Linked DNA regions of Anser cygnoides: region 2 is linked to region 1. A link is a contact called in public Hi-C data. All regions are on one chromosome and are shown on one strand. The core of a region is the stretch at or near the end of the contact, and the rest is flanking DNA. Distances in the headings are between cores, read along the strand shown. Region 1 holds the start of FAM20B (FAM20B glycosaminoglycan xylosylkinase). Region 2 holds the start of RALGPS2 (Ral GEF with PH domain and SH3 binding motif 2).

Evidence for each region. Hi-C and Micro-C count contacts between places; a contact is called where the count stands out from the background.
Region 2: a contact with region 1 is called in a Hi-C map of granulosa cells, with 2.4 times the contacts expected there. The contact joins the promoter of RALGPS2 here to the promoter of FAM20B in region 1. A contact is called at or near these places in 3 of 7 Hi-C or Micro-C datasets (granulosa cells and liver).

Annotation. Positions count from the first base shown.
Region 1 is chr8:12,564,353-12,571,259 of Taihu_goose_T2T_genome, reverse strand. It overlaps FAM20B (FAM20B glycosaminoglycan xylosylkinase), which reads left to right and starts at 2,662. Exons shown (of 8, transcript XM_067001893.1): 1 at 2,662-2,753.
Region 2 is chr8:12,736,376-12,743,282 of Taihu_goose_T2T_genome, reverse strand. RALGPS2 (Ral GEF with PH domain and SH3 binding motif 2) reads left to right here and starts at 2,457. Exons shown (of 21, transcript XM_048073382.2): 1 at 2,457-2,551. It overlaps LOC106042517 (a long non-coding RNA gene), which reads right to left. Exons shown (of 4, transcript XR_001211164.3): 4 at 6,460-6,594.

The DNA of each region.
Region 1 (6,907 bases), core at 1,413-3,912:
GCAGAATTTCTCTGTTGGCAGAAGTCTGGTGCTAGAGACTTCAGGCGCTGGGAAGCAACCAGCAGCCAGAAGTTGTCGTATTTCAGACTGGGTCTGGGTCTGGTCTCTGCGCAGTGAGCACCAAGTTTTATGCAGAGAATAATGTCTCGTTCTCATGCGTTACACATCTGTGACTTAAAGTCATGACCCTTTTGTGATCTTAGTGTGAATCTGGTATAGTTCAAAAAGCATCACAAATAAGGACAATATGTTAATTTGGACACCCTGTTGTGCATAGCAATCAGTTTGTGTTTTACTGGCTTTTGGGGAGCACTGGAAGCTCTCCTCAAATCAGCATCTGCTACTTCCCTCTGGAAGGTCCAGGAGAGAGGCCAGCCCTGCCTGGCCTGTCTGCTCCTTTGATGCCAGCAAACCTGCTTTACTTCTGCCCTGCAAGTGCTGTGTGGATTAGCTGAAGGTTAAAGCTCTGGTGTGTGCTACGCTAATCTCTCTTCTTTTTAAATCTGCAGTGGTCAATGTGAGGGCAGGGTGAGCAGGCCACATGCAGTTGGGAAGAAAAGCACAAATCCGGAGTTTGCTGCAGAGACCTGGTTATCAAGGAGACTTCTGCATGCATTACATGTCCAAAGCCCAGGTCCCACCCATCTGACCCTAGCACTGAGGATCAGACCTTTTTTGACTTTATGCTGAGGGCCACCTTTACCACTTTCTAGTCCCTGTGAAGGCTTTGTTGTGGCTTCTTTCCTCTGAACAGTGACCTCGTAGCCTTTCCTTTTGCCTGAAGAGAGCACCCCAAGGAGGGCATGGGGACAGTGGCCCACAGGTTGCCATAACACCATACTGATGTGATGGGATCCAGCCCATGGAGAGATGGGGAAGACCCTGTGCGTGTAAGTGCCCCGGAACCCGCCTGTCCTGTGCTCCTCCAGGCTCTGCTTTGCCTTTGCTGCTCTCAAGTGTTAAGGTGTCCCTGCTATCTCAGGTTCTTCTACCACTCCCAGTTCACAGAATCCAAAAATTCCTCTTCAGATGTTGATACCTGTTCTTCTCACCATTGTCTTGTATGAGAGAAGTAGAGGGGGGTAGCACCTATTTAATTTGAGAGTTTCTATTTGAGGGCTTGTGCTTGGTACTTGACTTTAGTGTCACCCTGTCTGAAATTGTTTCTGTGACTTCAGCTTATTTTTTCCATTGCCTCGTGGTTTTATTTTATATAGATACCTTCTGCAAAGCGACACTCAATGCACTTTGCTGGGTCTAAGTGGTGTTCTCGACTCAGGAATTTCATTTGTACTTTATAAACCTGATTTCAGTCTGTTGCCAGGATCACACACCTCTTTGAACAGGAAGATCTGTGCAGCATCTGGTGACAGTGTGTATGTTGATTTAAAGCTTTCTCTTCCGAGCATGCAGAGATTTTCCTGGATCAGATGGAATTATTTAACAGCCTCTCTGGCCTCTTTCCCACACCAGCCCCAGCTTTGGAGGCCATCCTTGACCTGCTCTTCCCCAGTCGGGCCTCGTTCCCCAGCCCCAGATGGTCCTTGCTGCCGTGACCTGTTCAGATTTTGTTGGTAGCCCTGGTTCTGTCAGCTCTTGGTCTTCCTGGAGTCTGCTGCCTCCATAGCAAAGGGTAACGGAGCTCTTCTGCCTCCAGCTTCACAAGATGGTGGCCTGTCACAATGCTGTCGCCTCCTGGTCCCCCGTCAGCCGCCATCCCCAGCTCCTCGGCTTATCCCGAACCCAACCACTTGGCCACTTCAGACTTTAATGTTTCTATAGCTGTAGCCAAGCGCTCGACGCTGAAATATTGATGTGCTAATTAATAATGAAAGCCGTAATTGTAGTGGGGCTTAAAATTTTAATTTGCTGAGGAGTTAGCAGGGCTGCAGCCTGTAACAATGGAACTGCTCCTGTGTGTACGTGTATACGTGCACCTTTCCCTCGAGAACAGTGCCCCGTGTGGGGTGTCTGTGGAGATGGGTGCTGGGGGTGCTCGGAAGCTCAGGGCAGGAAGCCATAAATTGGCTCCGTGGTTTTTCAAAGGTGTTCAAGAGTTGTTTTTTGTTTGTTTTTTTTTAGTTTTGTATTTAAAAAAAAAAAAAAAAAAAGGTTTAAATTCCTTAGCTTAAACATAGAGGCGGGGAGGGGGAGTCCTGTGAAGAAATACATTTATTTTCCACCTCAGGCACTTGGGCTCCCAGTGTGTGTGTGTCACGGCCTGATGTTCGCAGGGGGCTGTGTGTTACAGGCTGTAGGTGAGGTAGTGCTGTGGGTGAACTTTAAAAGAGGGATATTGTAGGACTACACCACTGTTATATAACATAACATAACGCTCTATAACCCTGTTCCGTGCTGTGGGGTGTCCGTCATACACCCCGACCCCTGCCCCTATAGGGCATCCTGGGGGGCTCGGGGGGCTCCGGGCACGACAGGGTTAATCCCCTTTCCCCTTCCTCACCCCCCCTCCCCTCGGCCGGCCGCAGGTGGGCGCTCCCTCGGCCGCTGCCATTGGCGGAGGGCGGAGCGGGCCGCCCGCCGCCGGCCTATGAGCGGGCGCGCCGCGTCCCCTCGCCCAAGCGACGGCGGGCGGCCGATTGGGCAGCGAGCCGCGCGGGGGAGGCGGGGCGGCCGCCCATTGGCGGCGGGGCGGGGCCGGGCCGGCGGGCGGCACCATGTTGGGGGGCCGGCGGGGGGGGGGCCGCGGTGGCGGCGGTGGCGGCGCTGGGCATGGAGCGGGGCCGTCGGGCGGGGTGAGTGCGGCCGGGGCTGGGGAGGGGCGGGGAGGGGGTGGCGGGGAGCGGCCGGGGCCTGAGGGGCTCGGCGGCACCTGGGGGCGGGCACGGCCCTGCCCCGGGGCGGGGGGGGTTAGGGCCGTTACGGCCGTTGGGGCCCTCGCAGCGCGCCCCCCGCGGACGGCCCCACCGGAGGCTCGGTGCAGGCCCGGTGCCGCTGCCCCGCCTCGTTCCCCTCCGGGCAAGGGAGCAGGGCAGGGCGCCTCTCGTGCCCCGAGGGCTCGCCCGGAGCCTCGGGAGGCTGCGCTGCCCCTCGGTCCCCCACGCCGGCGGCTCGGTTCCGGCAGCAGCGCCGCCCCTTCACCGGTGCTCCTCCGCTGCCCGCCGTCTGTGGGGCGGAACCGGGCTGTGTCGCTCAACGTGACCGGGGCGCGCAGCCCCCGGGCGCCTTTCCGGCGCCTGCCTGACACGGGGCTGCAGCGAGCGTCAGGACGTCCAGCTGAGGATGGGGACCGCTGCGTTTCCCCAGCGCTTCCAGGCTGGACGAGGCTCCCTGCAGCACCGCCGCTTGCCTCCTTAACGCGCCCAGGTGGGACCCCAGTGCCCGGGATCCGGGCGAGGGGCAGTTGTGCCCTGACGGTAAAACCGACGGGCTGACCGGGTCCCCGCACCCTCCGTCGCGGTGACCTCAGCCCCTGCCCCTCGCCATCCCTGCGGCGCTCCCGGCCCCGTGCCCCGCCAGCTGCGCGCACGCTGCTGGCCCAGGCGGGCAGACAACTGTTGAGGTAGTGCGGCAGCCTTCCCCCGCTGCGCCCAGCCGCCGGGCTCCAACGAGCACGTAAAAACGGCTGCTGTTCTCCCAGAGACGTCTCAAATCAGTCGACGGTTCCAAAAGCTTCCCAGTGAAAAGTGCGATTATATAAACTTTGTTTCCATAGGAAACCGCGCTTGAAGGAAAGTTTTTCTGTGAGGAGAATTAATGAAGCCCGGTTTCCTGTGGCCTTGCTGGCCGCATCCTACCACAGCCATTCGTGCCTGCCTTCCACCTGCCCCCAGCCCCCTATGTTGCCCCCCTCTCCCCAGGACTGCTCCCCGTGTCCCCGGCTGCCCCCTCCTCATTGCACAGCCAGCTCCGTCCCGTGGCGGAGTTTGCCAAGTGGCCGGCCAGCTGCTGGGCAGCTCGAGGGGATGCCCTGGGTTGCCCTCGGCTCCTTGAGTTTTTTGTCCTCTACCTGGTTGGGTATTTCCGTAAAGCTCACGGAGGTAATCCTCTGACAGATGTGGCAGAAATTTAGGTGATGGGTTCTAAAGTCACTAAGGAATGTAATGGGAGCGAGGTAGACAGACAGGTGAACAAAATGAGTTTGTTTCTCTCAGTATGGGAATATCTCAGGCAGTTACTGGCGTTCACAGCTACAGGCGTGGATAACATGGTGGTTAAAGTGCTTGTGATCTTTATCTATACTCTCATGGTCAAGCAGAGATGCAGTTGTGCATGGGAAGTTCAAGCATAGACTGTCACTAAGATTTTTTCTATAGATAGTGTGGGTTTTAACAGAAAAAGCAGACAGGCAAATACACACGAAGCCTTGTGTACTGGGTTACTAAACTAGTCCACAAAGCAGCATACAGAGAGTGGAAGTGACAGAATGAGTCTGATGAATCTACGCAAAGCTCTGTGGGAACCTGGCTGTAAAGACTGAAATATTGAGGCTTATGCAGGGAGAGAAAGCAGGAGCTGCGAAGGAGCTGGCCAGAGAGGGAAGGATAGGAAGACTGATCGATCTGCTGAGGCTGAAGTACGCTTTAGGAAGAGGAAAATGTCACTGCTCTATGCGCTGTTTCTTCAAGGCATTTTCTGAGATATATTGGAGAACTTTTGAAGACCTTTTCCTAGGAGATCCTAAAGGCCGTAGGTGTGTTTAGGAAGCAAAAACATGAGTATAAATAAAAATTAGAGCATGCTTAACCATATTTATATCAGATTGTCATTGCCTGAACTATGATTTCTTGTGTCCTAGCGCTGACAGAGAGCAAACTCTTGCCCCTACTCAGACCTTTTCTGTCACTTGGAGCACAACAAAATCTTTTTGTATTGCACACAAGTGGTTTTGAGATGGCAGCTCAGATGGTCCTCTGCTAACTTTGTGGGCTGCTGACAGTAACAGGTTTTGCTGCTGTTTGTAGCAGGCAAGTTTCATGCTGCTTTTTGACCTGGGAGTGAAGCGCTATGCTGTTGGTACCCAGCGCCAGTGGGTGTGCTTTCGTTCAGGTGCTCGTGTGCACAGTGGCCCCACCGTGATATTTAGAAGATGCTGGTGTTTGGGTATGGACTGGGGAGATGTGTTACTTGCTTAGAATACAGACCTGGCTGTAATGAGAGACAAAACTGATGAGGAAATAGCCCGACAAGATAGTGAAAATCAAAGAACTTTTTGGGGGCAAACCTGGCAGTTGACTACGCTATGGAAAAGCTGGCATGGTTGTTTATTTCTGTTCTATTTTCCTAGCAGATCAGAAGTATGGTAAGATGGCAGAGAGGGAGGCGGTTTTTTTCCTGTACTTCTGTGACATGGAGGTAGAGTTTGGGTGATAAAGCAATGAACTCTTTGGATTCTGTTTTCTGTTCAATGATGGTAGCTGGAGATAGCGCTAAGCAGAAGCTCAAAACAAAAAAGTACTGAAACCCCGCCACTGTTAGAGTTAACCTGAGCTTGGTAAGAGATCAGTGTGGCTGCCCTATAGGGGGCGAAGGGCGTGGGTTCTGGGGCTGTAGGTATTGGGGTTACGCCGTTGGGTTGTTCGCTCTGGCTGGAGGCTTAAAAGTTGTTTGGCTTCTGGGAGCTTTGTTTGGCTTTTCCTTCTCTGGTGCCTTTTTGTTTAAAGAACATCTAGCATCGTTTAATACGCCCCCTGCTCCTGTGGCCATGATGTGGAACTGACTGGCTGCTTGGCCCCTTCGCTCCTTTTTTTTTTTTTTTTTTTTTTTTTAAAGGGGGGGATCCTTGCCTTGTCCTCTCACCCCTCTCCATTTCTGAGACTATTTCCTTTCTGGGTCTTCTTTGAGCTTATCACTCTCCTTTATTTTGTCACTGTCCTGGGCTCGTCTGTCCTTTGTTCTGTGGAGTTCTACTCACCCTATTTCTCCCTTTAAAATTTTTTTTTTTCTTAGTTGTTATTTCATTTATTTCTGTGGCCACCCTTTCCATCTCCGTCCTTGTTTCAGGACCAGCTTCATCCTTCCCGAGCTTTCATAATCCTCCTTGCCAATCCATCGTGACAAACGCTTGTACTTTGCTTTGGAAAGAAATTAAATTGCCCTTTTAGAAGAAATTAATTTCTTTCAAACCCGCCTCAATATTTTCTTACAGTACCCCGGTGCTGTCACTCTTAACCATCTTGAATTTAAAACAATAAAGCTTAAGTTCTCGCCCTCCGTGGTAAACTTCTTCGCGCAGGGATTGATTTTTGTTGGCTCGCTATGCGCAGCAGCGAGCATAATGCTGGCACCTCGCGGGTAACGTGCAGGCTCTGCAGCTTGTGTGTGAAATCGATTGCGTAGCAACCTCAGGGGGGTCGGTGTTTGCTGGGGAAAAGCAGCTGAGGACTCACTTTGGCAGCTGTCAGTGAGGAGTCGGATGGGGCTCACCTGCTTGCGGTCAGGGCTCAGGCGGGACGCAAGGACTGGTTGTATAACATGGAGAGAAGTGTTTGCTGAGGACTGGTTATTCAGTTACGGGAATTACTGAAACGTCTTACAGCAAATATTTAATTTCTTTTGCTGACTTCTGTCTACGTAGTTGGAGGCCTTCAGCCAAAATTCGTTTCAGAGCTGTCACGAAGGATAGGCTAAGTAAATGGCCTTTGATTTAAGCGGTGGCTCCAAGTTATATTCTCCCCTCTCCCCATGCCCCGAAGTACCCCTGGAGAAACTTAGCATTCCTGAGAAGCAGCCTAGGAAAGTGGGTGCCCAGCTTTAGCTCCCAAGATCAGAAATGTTTCTGTCCAGTGCTTTAGTCAGCCAGCCCTGGCTGTCAGGCTTTCTTAAGACGTATATGTTTACCTCTCTCATAATAAGGAGCAATTGTTCTGAAAGGAACCGTGTTCTTCTGTGGGACTTCTTACAAACTTTGGTGGATTTTAAAAATGAATGAAAGCAGATCCTGACAACC
Region 2 (6,907 bases), core at 1,208-3,707, 170 kb before region 1:
ATCAGAGATTCTGCTGGCTTTGCTCACAGTACGCTCCAGACATTCAATTAACATGCAGAACACGGTCTTGGGTTTTCTTTCTCCCAAGATTGATGGGCAATTGATTATATCTCCAGAGAAAGGTTAGGGTTAGGGCTGTTTCAAAATATGCTGCCTCTAAATTATGCAGAAGAGGGGAGGGATGGTTGAGAAGGAACCCGTCCAATTCCCCCCGGCAATATTCCAGTTGCTGCTTGCCTGGCCACCCCAGCTCGATCAGGTGCAGGGCGTCACACCCCAGCAGGTGGTGACCGGATTCAGCAGGGGTAGGGGCTCCAAGGACGATGTATGGAATCGCCCCCGAAAGGTATTTTCAGTACTTTTAAGCTGGCTCTCTCGGCCTTGATGCATACACGACTGTAGCTGTGAGAAATGAGAGACGCTTGCCTAGCAATATGTCCTGTCTGCGCGAGGGTGGAAGACGCTATTGACAGCGTGGTGTCGCATAGCAGGGCCTCAGATTTCAAGTGTGAGCTGAAAAAATCAGGCTGCATAGGCAATGAAGACAGATTTCCTTGAGGATTGAGTGTTATTTCAAAGCACAGGGTTCCCAGACTCCCTTGGTGTTACAGACGTGTGCTAACGACGGGTCAAATTTTGAGGTATTTTGATGACAAAATGCCTGCTGAATTCAAAGCAAGGAAATTCTGACTCTTCCCTGTTGTGTTCCCGATAGCAGAAGCAATGCGGAGTCAGGGGCTCCTTGGCTGCAGCCCGAGCACAACCTTCTCTTCCAGGTTTCCTCAGGAAGCCTCATTTCACCTGTGCTGCACAATCCCCCCCTGTTCTCCAGGTTCCTGCCCCTTGGTAGACTGCCATTCATATCCGTGCGCTACAGCCTCTGTGAATTGGCCACTTCCCTTTCTCCTGTAAGTAAAACCATAATAATGCCTTCCTCGATGCATTGTACAAATTGTTACTGTGTATAAAACTAGCTTTATCTGGTTTAGTCACTGATGAGCTGAAAAATAAAATAGCTGCTATAAAACCATGTGAAATACGGGTTTTATAAATTAGATTTTGTGTGGGAGAAAAAAGGCTGGCTGTTTTTTTATGTTGTTCATATATCATTTTCAAACCTTTGTTGCTGAATGTGATATAGTTTGATAGCTAAAAATATCACACCAGTTTTGTGATGGAAAATGTTATTAACATGAAAATAAGTACGGGCATCTGTACATAGGTAAGAGATAACTAGCACGAGAGAATATATGAAGTGAATAGAAGCTTTTCAGACAGGAAGAAAGGACAATTTTGCTTACATACAGCACATTGGTTTAAAATATATTTTTGACTTTGCATACGTTTTGAGCTATTTAGCTGAAAATTAGGCACTGCGTCTAATTATGATCTCAAACCCCACGGACAAATGCTACAGGCTCAATACTTTGAAATGTAAATGTAACCACAGTAATGATACTTACGTGGGGGTAATAAAATGGTAAATATGAGACGCACCATTCAAAAGATTCAGAAAGAATACCTGGGGCAGGTAGGAAGAACAAGAAAAGTGATGAGAAATAGGATAAAGATTTTCAAAGTTTGACAACTATACATAGTCTATCTAGTCTAGAACCTCCTCCCAAAGGTCACAAATTGATGCTTCAATGCTGGCCAAAAAGCATAATGCATCTGACTGATGGCAGTACTGAGGTTTTTGGGGGTGGATGAGGTGAGGGTGTCTGCCTGACCTTCACGTTGTCACAAATTTATGCCCTAGTGCCTGAGAGTTGCTGATGTGTATTTGAGCATTAATTAGGTCAGATGTGAACTATTTAATTATTGGCCAACTAACAGAGCTGCTGCTGGCTTTAAATTTCTCAAGGTCCCTGTCATTTGAAATGTAGCGTTCCTTTAGAGAGCCGTTCTGTTCTTGAAAACTCAGATGAGAAAAACCTGCCTTAAAAGTATCCCCAGTTCTGAAAGTAGTTTCAAGAGTTATGTCAGAAGGTGGTGCCTCATCAGGGGAAAAAAAAAATAAAAAAAAGTAAAAATGTATGCATAGATGATAGAAAAGAGCAGTTTCACGCAATAGTCGCTCCTAAAATCACTGCTGTGAGAGAAGAGGCCCACATGGGGTCATGGTGCTTTCCCAGCCAGCTGGCAATTTGGGAGATGGTTGGTGAAACGTTCAAAATTTGCGGATACCAAAGAGGACAGCAATGGCTGATATAGAGAATCAGAGCAACGATTAACCCCGAGGTTAATCGTTGAAGGGCCAGGCAAGCAAGGCAAGATCACCCCTCAGGCCTGTAGCAGCTCACGCCGTAGTAGCAGCGGTTGGGCAGAGCTCTCCCTCCAGTACCTCAGCTCAGAGAGGCCAGAGCAGGTACCCAGAGGGATGGCTTGAAAAGCTTTTCATTACCACTGGGTGGAGCTGAAGCCCTTTTTGTCCAAGCTGCTCCTTTCATAACTTCCTCCTCTTTCGTAGAGAAAAATTGTGAATCAGGCTGTTTACAGATCGATCTGGAGAGCTCGTTATCCCGCTGACCTCGTTCTGCTGGAAGGGGAGGTCAGTGAGTGTGCTTCACGGGGGCTGGGGTGGGGGTTCTCCAACAGCGTGTGGTTGTTTGGGCTGAAATGTCAGACACCACCAGGACTTGGGATGAATTTGTGGTTAGGCAGTCATATAAAATCTTCGTTGTCTTTAAATGGCTACAGTATACCAGCCATAAAACTCAAACCTGAAGGAGTGAAGGGAAAAGAGCTGAAAGAAATGTATCAGGGTGAAGAATGTGTGTGTTAAATAATAAGTTTTCCTTGTTTCTCAGTTCAGCTTTTCTGTTGTAAATGATTCTGAGTGACAGCAGCAGATCCACAAGATGGGAGTTTGGATCAGACATAAGGGAAATAGGACTTGTTTTGAAACCAAATTCCCAGCAGATGGACAGGGCAGCAGGAGGGTGAAAGCAGTTGTCCAGATCACTTGGTGCTCATTAGTTGGTCTTTGTCCCATCCCGCTTAGCTGGGCTCCAGCGCCCTGTTTTCCACCTGCAGCCAGGCTCCCCGTATCTCATTCTGATTTATCTTCTCAGTGTTTTGCTAAACGCCTGCTTTTCCCACAGCTGGATCGGACTAGAGCCTAGTCTCTTGAAATCTGGCCATGTGTACAATGGCAATTTAGGAGGTTTCTGGCCCCACTTGCCCTCATTGCCCCTCTCGTGGGTGGCTGATGCACTGCAAAGGCAGCCTGGTGGGTCTTCTGTCCTGTGGCTGCCACAGATCACCCCCTGGGCAAGCAGCTTATAACACCAGTGAGCTGAGCTTCCTGAGATGTGAATTCCCCTAGTGAGGAGCTCCATTTAATGATCCCTATTGGATTTATTTATGGTGGCTGAACATCTCTATGCCTCACAGCTCTGAGAGCAAAAACCTCTTCAGCAGATACAGCCAAATCCAGCAGGGGCCATGGCTTCAAGCTTTGGTACTACAAAGGTCTGATGGCATAACTGTGTCAGAAGAAGTTACAGGTGTAGATGTACTACTGTTGACCAGCACATGCTCTTGTTACCTCTATTCATGTTGTTCAGGCCACAAAAAGACATTTACATTGCAAACAGCTGTGACTATGGAAGAACATACTGCCCACTTGAGGCTTGTTATTGCTCTTCACATGGAGGCTGCAGCCCCTTTCATTTGCAAGCAGAAGGTACTGCGCCCTAGCCCACTTTAGGCAATGTCCAGTGGAGTGATTTAAAGTGATGATGAAAACGTTTAGCAGCTTTGGTCAAAGAACATGAAAACACTCTCAGAATTTCCTTTGTGGGCCCAGCTGGGTAACTCACAGCTGGCAGACGCTCATGGACAATGGTGAGTCAGAAAATCTTCAGTCCACTCAGCCAAAAAAGCTAGATGAGGATGTCTCTCATTGGACTTGAGAGATGGGACAGTTCAGTCAGCAGAAAAGCTCTTTCTGTTGGTTCTGTTGCTAATAGGAAACCTTGCTGACATAGCTTTGCTAGTACAAGTATAGCTGTGAAGATACTATGGCATGGAAATAACCCTTGTTTTCTCGTTTGAAATCATCCAGAACATTTACAAGATGCTTGAAATTTTCCTGTTACTCAGTAGTTCCCTGACACTCTCCATCACCAGTCTTACATCTGTGCTCATCTCATTCCTTCCTTCTTTCTAAACCCGTGTCAGGACCAGCACCCATGGCGCACCCCGTTCATTGAAGACTTCTATCTCTACCTGGCACCACTCTTGAATGCACTAACCAAAACAGAGAATCATCATAGAATCACCTAGGCTGGAAAAGACCTTCCAGATCATCAAGCCCAACCATCAACCTGACCTGTAGAGTCCCATTACTAAGCCAGATCCCTGATTGCCGCATCCACACATCTCTTAAATACTTCCAGTGATGGGGGCTCCCCCACTGCTCTGGGCAGCCTGTTCCAGTGCTTGTCCACCCTCTGTGTGAAGAAACTCTTCCTAATGTTCAATCTGCACCTCCCCTGGCACACCCTGAGGCCATTTCCTCACATCCTATCACTTGTCACTGGAGAAAGGAGACCAATTAGCTATGGTGGCTACCCTATCAGACACTTTGGATTTTGGTCCATATTTTCCCTGTAATTTCTGTGCTCTACCCTGGCTCTCTGCAAGTACAATTACACTAGACCAGTATAACATCTGATTAGCTCATGACATAAAACTCATCTGTGTAGTACAGCTTATTGATTGATAGTGGTAGAGGGATCTTCTGATATCATAAACATGCCTCAGATAGGAGGGTGGTGATGTGATTGTAGTCTTTGCATCTATTTCCTGTCCTATGTGATGATAAAAAGGGATAATTATTACACTCATATTAATAATTTAGGAAGCTAAGCAACAGCACCTGGAAATTAGGTGTCAGCTTTGCAAGATTTCCACAGAATGAATAAGGACGAAAAATAGGTCAGACAAAGTTATACTTTTGTCATTTTAGAGAGGGGAAGAAAGTATTTTTAGCAAGAAGAAAACGCTGTCTGTGCCTAGCTGTGCCACACAGGTAGGTACCCATAACAGATGAGCTTTATTACACATGACTGCTCAGGGCCTGACCGATCGCCGACACTTTCCACAAACACGCTGCTGAGGTGTCCGCTGGTCTGTGTACCGGTGTTGGTAGTCTGCAGTGACATGCAGGGTCATCTTTGTCTTCTCCATTTGCTCGAGGGATATTGTACCTCCTCAGGGCTGTGTTCTGGCATGGATTTGCTTAGTTTCTGATAGTAATTTTCCAAAGCAAGGATCCTAAAACACTTCCTCAAAATTTATTTTTCCTTGCTTTCAGTACTGAAGAAAAAGAAACTACTTGAGGCATATACTCCCATACATACTCGTACTTTGTGAGACACAAAGGGCCTGTTAGCTCTACAGAAAGTTTGTGCTGATATACAATTGAATAGATCGTGACACACACAGCTTTAAAGAGTTGGAGTGCAGCACTTGCTTTGCCATCTATTCTGCTGTAGCTTTTATTACTGGAATATTTCTCTCTTTCAGTTCTTAATTCCCTCCTCTCCCTTTAGGCTGACAGTATGGACCGGAGGTCTTAAAAATTGCTTTCAGTGGAGGGTTATTATTGTTTATATTTAAGAATACTGTTTTAAAACCTGAGGCCAAGTTGAAAAGAAGAGTTGCAATGTCGGGTGCATGTGTTTGGTGTCTCGTGACAGTAATAACATTAAAAAGCAAAACTTCTGTTTATAAAAACATGTCATTAATATTCTAGCCAAAGAAAGACTGCTTTTAAAATTGAACACCTCTGTTCTTAAAATGCTCAATTCAGCATGTGCTGTATGCTCTTCAGCGTATAGCAGTAGAATGTGTGTATAGCGGGCAAATTAATTGGTCTGCCTTATGTGATATTTATTTTCCTGATTTTTCCAGAAGATCTTTGTTACTGTTCCTTTTGAGCTTTGTGGACAGTGGGACTGTTGTGGTCTGAAAAATAAGCCATCAAATTACATATTACCAAACCACTTATTAACAAAATAGAAGCTGCATGCCTTCCTCACTCTGCATTCATATCTACAAGAGCAGCACATCCATCTCTGGCAAAGTAGTTGGGAGCACCTCACAGGACACAGTAGACTCATATTCTGATGATCTGCATCAGTTTTACAGAGATCAGGGGTTGACAAGTCACATTTTTCATTCCAAAACATCCCAGTCATATGAAGTTTGTATGTATACTGAGTGAATAATTAGCCAAACAAAGCCTGGTGTTGGGAGTGGTACCAGTGCAGTAAGCTTTTATTCTTTAAATAAAAAGGGGATGGCACAATGACTGTGACTAGTTAGATCTCAAATACAAATGGAGTGTGGAGACAGACCATGTTAAGCAGGTAGGCCAACTCCTATTGTTCCGTCTTTTCCTTGTAGAGGAGGAGACATCTTTCCTGGGGTAGATGAGCGCATCACAGAGGGTTCTTTTTTTACCTCTGCTCCATTACCTATAACAGTACAATCCACAGCTCCATCAGGAGTTATTTTTCCATACTCCAATAAGCTTCAGCCATTTTATATTTCATTCTTGAGTTTGTCATACTGCTTTGTGTTCTGGAAAGATACAATAGTATTGAGTCATATTGCTAAAAAAAAAAAATCTTTTTCCTGCAGCTTTTGGGTTTTACTATGGGGAAGTATAAGCCATTAGAAGGTCCTGTATTTCACAGCTGATATGTGCTTTTGCAGCTTCTTGACAGTTTTTCTGAACAGTAGGAAGCATTCTTCTGAAATGCCTTTTTTAAGTTTCTAGAAAGGGAGTTGTGGGGTGCAAATTTTAGTTTCTCACCAGTATTCTTTATTGGCCCCATGAATTAGCACTCAGTACTGGATGGCTTTATTGTAGTGGTACTGTGAACATTTTTAC